Regions from separate parts of the Rattus norvegicus genome. Here region 2 is linked to region 1. Evidence: chromatin contacts called from public Hi-C data. All regions are on one chromosome and are shown on one strand. The core of a region is the stretch at or near the end of the contact, and the rest is flanking DNA. Distances in the headings are between cores, read along the strand shown. Region 1 has its middle 31 kb from the start of Reeld1. Region 2 holds the start of Rbmxl1 (Rbmx like 1).

What was found. Hi-C and Micro-C count contacts between places; a contact is called where the count stands out from the background.
Region 2: a contact with region 1 is called in a Hi-C map of the A7r5 cell line, with 2.4 times the contacts expected there. The contact joins the promoter of Rbmxl1 here to the enhancer-like site in region 1. A contact is called at or near these places in 2 of 12 Hi-C or Micro-C datasets (the A7r5 cell line and mammary epithelial cells).

The regions. Positions count from the first base shown.
Region 1 is chr19:46,073,648-46,079,836 of GRCr8, reverse strand. No RefSeq gene overlaps it. Among named protein-coding and RNA genes, the nearest start is that of Reeld1, 31 kb to the right of the region's middle. Within about 2 kb of position 3,021, at least 77 of the 93 cell types and tissues checked have an H3K27ac peak or open chromatin away from gene starts, as enhancers often do. A contact at or near this core is called in the A7r5 cell line, where this site is marked.
Region 2 is chr19:46,308,876-46,315,064 of GRCr8, reverse strand. It overlaps Rbmxl1 (Rbmx like 1), which reads right to left and starts at 2,840. Exons shown (of 2, transcript NM_001107420.1): 1 at 2,751-2,840; 2 at 1-809. The coding sequence starts at 702. Slc10a7 (solute carrier family 10, member 7) reads left to right here and starts at 3,312. Exons shown (of 12, transcript NM_001010948.2): 1 at 3,312-3,640. The coding sequence starts at 3,541.

The sequences.
Region 1 (6,189 bases), core at 1,772-4,271:
GTGAAGATGTGTGGGCAGAAGGGTAGACCGTGGGACACTGTGACACACTGCAGCTTCCACAGCAAGATGGTTTTGTTTTGTTTATTTTATTTTACTTTATTTTTCATTTTATTTTTGGGGGTGGTTGCAAGGGTGGAGGGTGGGTATGAAGGGACAAGGAGCTGAGTGGGAGTGGGGTGCATGATGAGAAATTCACACACACAAAAGAAAGAAAGAAAATATTGCTGTTTTTTCTAAGAGAAAAAGTCTGAGATAAATCATCTAATAAAGAAAAAAAGCTCTACCTTAACTGCTTTGGAAGCTGTGGGTACTGCTCACTACCTCTTAGCAGGAGTTATGTGGCACAGGCAATGGCTTACCTTGTGGTGGCTAGGAAAGAGAGAGACAGGTCATGACAAATTCCCAGAATCTCACACACCATCAAGAGCCTAACTTCTTGGACTCATCTCCTAAGGGTCGCATTACCTCCCCATAGCACCAGACACTGGTGCCAAGCCAGCAACACACGGGCCCATGCAGGAGTAGCTTCTATAATGGGGCAGCCTTTGAAAGGCTGTAAGTTATCCATTAACTCCCACGTGACTGTAAGTAGAGTACAGTTACCAGTTCACCAAGCTAGACTTGGGCAGAATGGTTTCTTTGGTGCGTCTCTGGGGTAAATAGACAATTGTAACACCTAAATGGGAGGAGAAAAGACCAGAGTGCAGGAAATCAGCAAGATTTCCAACCTCCCAGGATCACTTGCAGCACCCAGGGTTAATTTATCTCACTCTTTGGTTCTGGACACAATGGAGTAAAAGAAGACCCATCCCTTGCGTGCATATTGTATTCTGGTCTGACCCTGGGGCTCACATGGTATTACTAACTAGAAACATGCCTTTTTGTAGCTCCTGCTGCTTATGAGTACCAGAAGTTTAAAACATAGATTTCCTGCTGGACCCAAATCTCTAACCTCAGGTGCTGACACCATGGTCACATCCTTTCTGAGTGGGAGTACCTCCCACCAGTGTGGAACAGACTCGCCAGGGTGAGGAGCACGGTATTGTAGAAGTGACCTCTGACCTCTGAGCATGGAGGACAGCCTGAGCCCAGGGTTCTCTCTTTGCCACTTCATTGTCCACTGTCTCTGCCGCCAGTGCCTTTAGGCCACAGTGGGGCTCTACACAGTTCGTTTGCTGCCCCCTTTCTCCTAACTGTCACCTTCCCTGGAGGAAGCAGTCAGCTTGCAAGGCCAGTTTTCTGTTATTGTCCCCTGCTCACAGGTAGAGGTCCCCAGAGGGGCAAAGGTTGGCAGAAGAATGAGCCTGAGGAGGGGTAGGACCATGAACAAGCTGTGGCCCTGGGTACTTGAGGCAATCTTAACCTTTGAGCAGGCTTCAGTGCACCTAGAAAGGGCCACACCAGGCTGGGCCCATACCAACCAAGGCAAGCAGTACCTAGACTGGGATTTCCCTTTCTAGCCTGGACCCTGGAGGACTCAGGGACCTGACTTGACAGTGCTACAGCCTGCTTTTGAGGTCAAGCAAAGAACATCCTAGTCACCCCAGCCAGCCTGGCACAGGCAGATGCTCTCACAACAGGAACTAAATGGCTGACTACCAGCCTGAACCCTAGCACCATGGTTGAGAGCCTTGCTCAGATCACTTTGCCTTGCCTGGCTTTTGTCTGCTGCTCTAAATAGAGGAGCATGGTGACCCTCCACCCCGAGAGCTGTTTCCAGAAAGAAATGGGGTCACACAGGATGACACGATGTCCAGCTCGGAGACTCGAGGGTTGTGCATCAGACATGCTCCCGAAATGGATCTGAGTTGCTGGATAGCAGTTTTAACTTATTTATTGCCAGTAAGTTCATTGATGAAGAAATGTGGTAAGTATAGTCTTTCCTTCCATCTCTCCTAGCCATGGAGTTCAGCAGTGAAGATGGTTTCCTTTGAAGAGAGACAGAGACAGAGACACACAGAGAGAGACAGAGACACAGAGAGAGACAACAGAGAGACAGAGACACACAAGAGAGAGAGACAACAGAGACAGAGATAGTCAGAGACAGAGAGACACAGAGACACACACAGAGAGAGACAGAGAAAGACAGAGAGAGACACACTGAGAGAGACAGAGACACACACAGAGAGACAGACACACAAGAGAGACAGAGACAACAGAGACAGAGAGATAGAGACAGAGAGACACAGAGACACACACACACACACAGAGACAGAGAGAGAGACAGAGAGAAAGAGACAGAGAGACACACAGAGACAGAGACACACACAGAGAGACAGAGACACACAAGAGAGACAGAGACAACAGAGACAGAGAGAGAGTCAGAGACAGAGAGACACAGACACACACACACACACAGAGAGAGAGAGAGAGAGAAAGAGAGAGAGAGAGAGAGAGAGAGAGAGAGAATGTGTCTGTTGCCCTAGATTATACAGCATGTGGGGATGTAGTGTGAGAAGGTGCTTCCCACCAACTAGAATCCCTGGCTATACATTTGTGTCCAGGATCCTCCCAGACTCAGACTTGGTTGGCCTTATTTGCCCGCATTTTCACACGGAGTGAAATAACCATGGCTGCCTGCCTGAGAACTCGATTAATAGTTGTTTGGCCTCTCTGGCTTCCCCTCTGATCCTTCCTGGTTCTTTTCTAAGCTTTGCCGAAAAAAGAGGGTGAAATTGATCCTTAGTGTGGCAGAACCCGAACCAGAGGAACCTTGACAGTTCTTGACAGTTCTGCTGGGGTGACTGTCCTCGCCCCCCGCCCTCAGGACAGAGCTGGTGCAGAGAAGAGGGCCCTGGAAGCTGGGCACATTGCCTGTGTGTAAGACAGCCAGGCCGCAAGAGCAGTTTATTTGGCCTGCTTTCCTAGCTATGCTTGTGGAAGAGAGAGACAAGAACCCTCCCTGAGATTTTAGACGGCCTCTCTTCTCCAAAACAACACTATTTCCTAGACAGAGCAATAAAATATATATTTATAAATATTTTCCAAGACTGCCCTCTGGTGGAAATCTAGAAGCAATAACACATCTATAAATTAGGACTTGGGATTCCAGACTTCTGAATAAAAACATTGAGGGAGGGAGACTGTTACACATGCTCAGAAAGTTTCTCACACTGACTTTGTGCCCAGAGGCCTGGAGAGTTTCACTAAGGTGTACCTTGTTTCTACCAAACACTCCCCCCAACACACACACACACACACACACACACAAAATGAAGACTGTCTTGCCTTTTAAAAGAAATCCTGCTCGAGCTGGAAATTGTGCTATGAGGTTATTTTAAAACTGGAAGTGCAGGGACATGCCGGGAAGGACAATGGGAGAGTGTGCCTGGTGTGTCCCTAGGCTGTGTGTGTTTGAATCTCCGGTGCTTTTATTTTGGCTGAGGAAGGCGCCAAGGCTGAAGAGCGCCCACCCCACCCCCACCCCGGCCACACACACTGCTGGGTTTCACCTTGGAGGATGTCGGACAATGAGTCATCTGTACTTCTTCCTGGCTGTTCCTGGCCAAGCTTTCCCACTGGACCTCAGCAGCCTGGCCCAGTGCCCAAGCCGTCTGGAGCCTTTCAGTGGTGCAGAGCCCAGGGAGAGGCTTGGGTTCCACCGCCCTTCCAGCCCCACCCCCTCTGCCCCAGGGCCCCAGTTTAGACTCTGAAGCAGCCTTGTCCACGTCCAAAAACCTCATTCACTCTGCTGCGTTTGAAAGGAGGCCGGAGGAAGTGGGCTGTCCTGTAGGAACGGTCCCAGCCAAATTCTGTGAGGAGAAAACATGAGGAGTTCCTAACTGAGCTCCTCTCTGATGAGCTCTCTGAAGACAAATAATTCTTGCCTGTTTGGACTGGTTCTGATACCTTGTAAACCACTGTCACATAGAGCAGTGACAGCAAAATAGGAGATTTTTATGAGTTTGTCCATTTGACAAATGCATCTTGAGCAGCAACTCTGTACAAAGCACTGTCTAGACTCTGAGGAGCAAGTCAGCCAAAGGCCCTGACCTGGGAAAATTACAGTCCAGTGAGGACAGACAGCCCCATGAGTAAATACATCACTCCAAGGGCTGTGAAGGAAACTAATAATGAAGAGCCAAGTGGTGCCTACTCAGATGCAGTAGTCAGACCAGCCTTTCTCTGAAGGTTATACTTCAGTACCTACTGTGTGCCAGCACCTTCAGACCAGCCTTTCTCTGAAGGTTATTCTTCAGTACCTACTGTGTGCCAGCACCTTCAGACCAGCCTTTCTCTGAAGGTTATACTTCAGTACCTACTGTGTGCCAGCACCTTCAGACCAGCCTTTCTCTGAAGGTTATACTTCAGTACCTACTGTGTGCCAGCACCTTCAGACCAGCCTTTCTCTGAAGGTTATACTTCAGTACCTACTGTGTGCCAGCACCTTCAGACCAGCCTTTCTCTGAAGGTTATACTTAAGTTCCTACTGTGTGCCAGTCTACTGGACAGTCACTGTATTTGGAGTTGAGAACTCAAAAACAAAGAAAATACAAGCTGTGCTTTCTGAGATTTCAGAACACAGCTGAGAAACGAATTGTGTGTGGCATCGAAGCTGAGTGTGAAGACCCACTGTTGCTCACAATAAACACACCCGGAAGATTATGGCATCTCTGTTTGATGGAAGTGAAAACTCGGTTTAAGGGATCAGAAAGTGCTTTGCCCAAACATGTCGATTTCATCTGTAACACCATAAAGGTTTTAATTTAGACATATCTTACTCCCACATGGTGTGTGTGTGTGCGTGTGCATGCGCGTGTGTGCGTGTGTGTGTTGATAGAAAATCAGTGAAATTCCAGTACCCCGGTGGCACAAAGGTTGATGGAGTTACTACACAACCTTCAGTAGGTTAACGGCTTCGCCTGTCTGACACCTGGGTGAAGAAAAGGGTTCTCGCTAGGGTAGAGAGAGGTGGAGATGGCACCTGGCTCTGTGTGTAAGCAGATTTCGCTAGCTCTTGGGAGTGGTGCCTAACTCTGGCACTTGATTTCATTCAGTCTTACAGCATCCGTCCTGATGACATGCGCACTCCTCCACTGAGCCGTTCGCCGTTCAGACCCGAGTCCACACCAGACCTCTCTTCTCTCTTTCTTTCTTCAAGTAAGAGTGCGGGGACAATTTTGTAAATTTGGTTTCTGTAAAAACAACAACAACAAATAGGTGTGCTATAAGAATACGTTTCTGTTTTAATCCAAGGTACAGAGTATGGAGAGTATGGGCTGCCCCAGATCGTCCACAGTGGGTGGCTGTGATTTGCCTCGTGCTCCAGCAAGGGTGTGAACTTGCAAGCAGCAGAGAGTTTCTGAGATTGTGTGAATTAGGGGACTTTTCAGCAGGTTTGTAAATGGTAGGGTGCTGGAACTTGACCGGGTGGGGCATTAATGGTTTGTTGTTTGTTGTTGGTTAAGCAATCATACACAAAGAAGAAACAAGAAGAAACCAGGTATCCTGACAGTAAAAATCAAACTTGCCTCAAGCTTGAACTCAACTCCCCCAGTCAGCAGGAAGTAGTCTAACGGCAAGGTATTCCTCTTTCCTCTCTATCCGTTTTCCTCTATCCAGTGTTAGGGGGTTGAAAGGGTAGAAAGGAGTGGAGAAGGGTAGAAGAAAGAAGAAAGCACAAAACAGCCAAAGTCCAGCCACATGAATGGATCTCTTGACTCTGGGAAAAAGACACTTTCTACTTACACGAAAGTCTTCCCTGGCCTGAACCTGAGCAGGAACAAGGAGGAAGGACAGGCTACCAGATGTGACCTTTGACTTTTCGGGAAATGGGGGAGAAAGACACAAACTACAACATGCTGTGTATATGCCAAGAGCTTCTCCTCCAAAAGCAGAACCGTGTGTCCACCTGGCCTGGGCCATTCCACCAGCTCCTTGGGTGACAGGTTGCTGACTTGGTGCTAACTGGAAACCTGATTGTGGTTTTCAAAGAATTGAAACTCAGAGCTGCAGTACCCAACCTGCTGGATTTCAGAGAGGAACGTGCTCTGAGGAAAAGGCGATGAAGAAGGGGCAGTGAGGGGTGGACCTGACTCCAGTGCTGGGTTTCCTTTTGAGGGACCATTTCACCATCAACTACTCCTTTAAGGCGGGATCTGGGCCTTATTACCTCAGTATGAATCACGTCAAGTCACAGGCCAGGCGCGCACTGTTTTCTGAAGCCCACGGGTTCCAGAGTGTTAGGTA
Region 2 (6,189 bases), core at 1,591-4,090, 240 kb before region 1:
TGGTGGTGCATAATCTCTGGTGTCTCGAGAACTTGGGTAATCTCTGCTTGAATAGCTGTCTTTTGTAGAATATCCATCATCTCTTGGGGACAAATAAACATCTCTGCGAGATGGCAGGGGTTCCCTTCTTGGTGGGCCTCCATAGCTATCTCTTCCACGGGACACTGGCGTTCTTCCACCCATTCCACTGCTGCTTCGAACTGGTCCTGAAGGTGTTGATCTCTTAGGAGGGGGACCCCCGCTTCGTGGTGGTGGTCCTCTTTTTACTGGAAGTGGTCCCCTGGAAGAACTCATGTTAAAGTTCATGGAATAACCACCGTCATCCATGTATCCTCCACGTGAAGGGGGTCCCCTAGTTCCTCCACTTCCTCCTCGAAGACCTCTGGGAGGGCCTCTGCTTCTTGGAGGTGGAGGTGGTCCACGCCTGCCACTTTCAAAAGATGGTTTGGTAGCTTGCTCTACCTTAATGGCTTTTCCATCCAAAGACTTTCCATTCATATCTCTAGCTGCATCTTTAGCATCTGCTGGGCTTTCGAAGGTAACAAAAGCAAATCCTCTTGATTTGTTGGTCTCACGGTCTTTCATCAAAAGTATTTCCACTATCCGTCCATACTTGCCAAATACTGCTTCCAGGGCTTTCTCATTTGTTTCTGTATTGAGCCCACCAATGAAGAGCTTTCCTGGGCGATCTGCTTCAACCATCTTTCCTTCCCGCTGGTAAGAGTCGCAGGGACGGTGAAGGTCTCAAGCTCCTCTACAAGCTCGCCAAAGGGGCCTTCCAAGTAGCTCACCGGTGACAGCTGCTGGGTCTCAGAACAGAACAGAAAAGCCACTAGGACTACTGCACACGAGCACCTGTGAATATTATTGTATTAGTTTCCTCAGGCTGCTGTAACTGCATTGTGAAAGGGCTGGGGGTGGGTTATAAAACACCGATTTTCTTATAGTTCAGGAAGTTATGAAGTATGAAGGTTTCTACCAGAAGTCTTAATAAAATTCTGTACCACAACTCCCTCCTAGCTTCTAGTGGTTGTCAGTAATTCATAGAATACTTTGGCTTATAGATATCTCAATCCAGTTTCTGCTTCCACCTTACATGGTACTTATACTTCATGACATTCTGAAGAACCGCTGCTGATCATAGCCACAAACATCTGATTTCTACATCCAAGTTCCGAGGTCATTGGACCACGTGCCTTTTATAGGGGACAGTACCGAACAGTTAATTTGAGAAAGGATACAGGCTCATATAATTAATCTAGAGGAATCTGACCCACTATTCTGGTTAGGTTCTAAATCCAGGGACAAGTGTCTTTTAAAGATACATGCAGAAAAAGGCAATGTTGAAGATGGATGCAGAGGGCAGCATGTGAAACATGGAGGGGAATGTGATGCCGAACCAGGCAGAGACTGGAGCATCAGAACCTTAAATCAAGGAAGCCAGGGAATACCGACAGTCAAGGGAAGCTGGAAAGAGCCTTTAGAACACATGGCCTTCCAACAACTCCATTCTGGACTTTCTTATTCTGCAACAGTAAAACATGTCTATTGTCTGAGTACAGCTACCTCCGAGGGGGCTATTTGTTATAGCAGCCCTAGCAAACTAATACAGTCCTTGACAATACAATTCACAATGAACTAACGTCAAAATATTCTATGAATTAAAATTCTGTTCTAAACAGGTTGAGATCTCTAGAAAGAATCTGTGAGCAGACTTACTTAAGCCAGCACTATCTCTGTGATGACCTTTTAATTTGAGAGTATTCGATGGCTGAGGCAGATTTTTTTCTTTTGAACCGAGAAAAATTACTGTAAGAAAATTGTTATAAATTTTGCTTCCTAAAACTCCACTTACCTTGTGACTGTCTTATAATAAGGCTTTATCACATTTCATGTACTTCTTTTGCCTGGTAAATTGTTTAGTGTCTCCCTATTAAGTTCTTTTTATCTTGAGATTAGCTTTTCTTCTTGCTGCCTGATGCGTAATGACCCGGCAGTGGGGGCTGTGCAACTGAGAACTGATAGCATAACTGCTTAAAGCAGCTTAGTTTTTGGATAGCGAGTCATGTCAGCAAGATAAAAGTTAAAAAGAGCAAATTGCATGCCGAGTCTCTTTCAAGCTTTGAATGCATTCAGAATGAAAGTCTGGTACAATCTCTTTCTTTCGAACGTTACGTTCCATAGTAAACTATTCAAGTAGCTGATAACCAGGCTGCTTCAAAATGTCCCACAATACTTTGTTCCTTTCTTTCTTTGGGTGCATAAAGAGGAAGGGTTGATGCTCGGAAGACCATTTGTGAAACTATGTCATAGATTCGCCAAATTGCAATGCAAGAAGCCGAGGGGGGAGGGGGGCGGACATCAGACCCTCCACCCTGCATCTTGCCCTCACTGCTTTTGTTCTGAGTTCCTGGCCCCCTCTCAGTTGTCCTGTTGCTTTAGTGGTTCGGGGTCAGGCAAGGCCCGCACCACGCGGCCTCCAGAATCGCCCGCCCACGCGCGGCACACGGGTAGGGAGGAGCTTGGGTCGCTCTCTCACCGCCCCCCAGGGAAGATTTGCTCCATCCCGGCCGTCCTCCCCACTCCCGAGGCGGGTTTTGGCCGGGAAGGCGGTCGGGCAGAAAGGCCCGGGCAGGCCACCGACCTGGCGGGAAGGCCCGGCCCGCCTTCCCCGCCTTCCCGCCGCTGCTGCGGGAAGGCGGGGGGCCTACCGTCCAGGAAGTCTGCTCGGCCACCGATTTTCAACCTACCCACGGGGTTAATGCTCCCCCAACTAGGAAGCCACTTTCCCGCGCCGGTCGCCACACGCGTCTGCCGCCGCCGCTCCCGCCGAGAACCAGAGGCCGCGAATGGCTTCCCCTCCCCCCGCGCAACGTCAACGCGACGTCGGCCGTCGCCGTAATGCCCCGAGGATGCGCGCATGAGAACCGCCGGCACTGGCGCGCGCAGCTATCGCCGCGGCGCAGCCCGGTACCGGCCAGGCGCACGTCTCGCGTCTCTCGGGCTCAGAGTCGAGCGAGAGACGTTCACTGCGAGGCATGCCTCGGGGCTCGGGCCTCCGTCACTGTAGATTTACTGCAGCGACACCATAATGAGGCTGGGCGTCTGGGACGCCTCGTGCTTTTCTCCCACCGCGGGTCACCCCAAGCTTGGTCATGTGTGCACCGCAGCGGGTCCTGTTAGTGCAACCCGTGACTCGTCTCCCTTGCATCCTCCTCGTTCGCTTGTTGTGGGTGTGTCTCCGTTCTACGTGCCCTGCTCCCGAGTCCTCGGCCCGAGTGCGCGTCTATTCGGAGGCGCGTGGTAGTGATGGCGGCGCTCAGCGAGGCTTTCCCGTCACTGGATACTACTACTCCCAGCCCGCCTCGGAGCCGCCCGAGCCACCCCTCGGTCTTTCGTTTAAGAGTAGCAATTTGACTTGCTCTGCTGCATGTCTGGAGGGACCGAGGAAAGTGTGGAGACGCCCCGGGGATTTAGGGATCGCAATTTGGAAATCAAGCCAGCCAAACAAATAAACAAAACCCACCCGCCCTAACAAATATGAGGCTGCTGGAGAGGGTGAGGAAAGAATGGTTCATGGTCGGGATAGTGGTGGCGATCGGCGCCGCTAAGCTGGAGCCGTCGGTCGGAGTGAACGGGGGTAAGTGCCGCACCTCCGCCGGCTGCCACGCGCCGGGTCCCACTTCAGAACTCGTCGGCGAGTCCTCCGGAGGAGCGGCCGCCCCGGCTGCGGTGCAGACCTCTGCCCTTGCAGCGCCCTGACCAACCCCTGTGCACGTTGAGAGGGGCTTTAGCAGGTTTTTCTTACTTGCTAGCCCAGGATGGGATTAGGAATGGGGCACGGGGATGGGAGTGCAGGTTGCCTTTTCTGCGGGCAATCAATGACTTTTGCTCAGTGCCGGGAGTGAGGTTACAGAAACTGAAAGTTACTCCTCTTGTTCTCAGAGTAGCATCCCATCCCAAGGGACTATAGGTTGCCAGGAGTTCTTTATCAGTCCTGGAGTGGACCTCATTATCTAGTCTATTTCCGATTCCTCCCTTTTGCACCTTAAGAAAAAAGGCTGTTGGAGAGAAAGGGGTGGAGGTTATTGGGGGGGGGGGAAGGGGGAGAAGAAAAAGGAAAACAGGCAAGGACATCCTTGCTCCAAACTTCGATTTTTTTGGTGGCTCATGTGTTGGAGAGCAATAGTCTGCCTTAGTTGCTGACAGTCCAAAACTCCCATTTCTACTGACACGTTGCACTCTTTCCTTACAGGACACGACTTCCGTGTGCTGCTGGGCTGCTGTAGCAAGGCAGCCGTCTAACAGTTGCAGACTGTGTTAGACTATGCATAGTGTATGTTTTGGCAAGGAAGTGTGGATGGGTTAAAACCCGGCTCCAGTCCCAGAATAGTAGGAGCTTTGTAATGTGCCTGTGGACACGGGTGAGAACATGGGCCCCGTCACTGGCTTTTTACACTCTCTCTCCCCCACCTTCAGACACCCTTGTCCCGCTTTTCATAGATATTAATTGAGTTTCTTCAGTTCATTTGTTTTTGACCTCCAGTGTTAGGTTCCAAGTTTACTGACAGATCGAATATATCAATCATACCACGGACCCAAATGAGGACAGAAGAGAACACACACACACACACACACACACACACACACACACACACACACACACAGAGTCTTTTTCAAGAAGGAGGTGCCCGTGTGGATATTTGAAGTTGTACCTTCTTATTAAAACCTTACAGAAGTGAATGATCTCTTGGAATAGTGTTTTTTCTTCCCCCATTTCAAGTTTTTCCATTTAGAAGTAACTTCTGGAATCGTTTGGATGGAATTATTTAAACAGCAATTTCGGATAGGAAAGCTTTCTATATTTAATTTTTTCCCTTTTAAGTTTAGCATATCTTAAAATTTAAATGCAACATAGATTATGTATAATTACCAGTTAGTTTTAGGTACAACCTTTCTGTGAGCCTTCGGGAAACTGTGAAGTTGGGAGTTTGAGTTCTGTCAAATGAAGGTGGAGCCTCTTATCCCTGGAGCTGGGAGAAGTGAAGTTCTGTCTTTGAGGGGGACCCACAATGCTTCACGGTACTGGTTTCAGTGAGATCTCTGCTCAGCATTGAGATGGAGTTCCTGCTGACCTGTGTGGCCCAGCATGGCTGGGTTTGCCACATGTCCTCCCTTGCCTTCCCTGTGTGGACAGGAAGGTTCTGATGGTGAATCGGTCCTTTAAAGTTTCTGGCAGAAACAAGATGGATTCTGTGATCTCAGTTATTCTCTTGGACTCTGTTATTGAACTTTTCTACACTATTGTGTGTTAGAAATACTGTTCCATTTCAACAATCCCTATGGATACAGGATTTTTTTTTCTTCATGAAAACGTAGAAGCAGGCCAGTTGTGGGTGGTGCCCAACTTTAATCCCAGCACTCAGGAGGCAGAGGCAGGCAGATCTCTGAGTTCGAGACCAGCCTGGTCTACAGAGGTAGTTCCACAGAGAAACTCTGTCTTGAAACCCCAAAATAAACAAATAAACAAAAATTTAAAAAGTAGGAGCAGAATGTTTCCAGTTAGAAGTAACTTATAAAATAATTTAGATCAGGATCCCCCCCCCCCCTTGACTAGAATATTGGGGCGGAAACAGGGTGTTAGCATACACAAATTAAGCACAGGCACACACTCTCAGAATTGACACCCCCACCCCCAATGCTGTGTTTGTAGATGTTGAGGCCTGACCACATCAGAGGTTAGTTAGGGAACAGTGGAAACTGGGGCTTCCTCTTTTATAACAACAGTGGCAAAAACAGAGAGAGGGAGAGGAGAGAAAGATTAAATATCACTAGAGAGAGATAAAGAGAAGGCTCTGTGGAATAAAAACATTCCTGTACTCTATAGTTTTTAGTCTAAGGGAACTGTGCTGAATTCACTAAATATTAGACAACTTTTCATGTGTTTCTTCTAGGGCCCTTGTATAAAAATTACTTGTCTTAAGAAGAGTCAAAGGGGTTGGGGATTTAGCTCAGAGGTAGAGCACTTGCCTAGCAAGTGCAAGACCCTGGGTTCGGTCCCCAGCTGGGGGGGAGTCGAAGGCCTGTAATTTTCTGTGCATGTCGTTGGGTTAGTTCAGAGCTTTATATTCCGTGACCATTTCAGCTGGTGGTCTGGTCTGATCTGTAAAAACTGAAGTCAAAACTGTC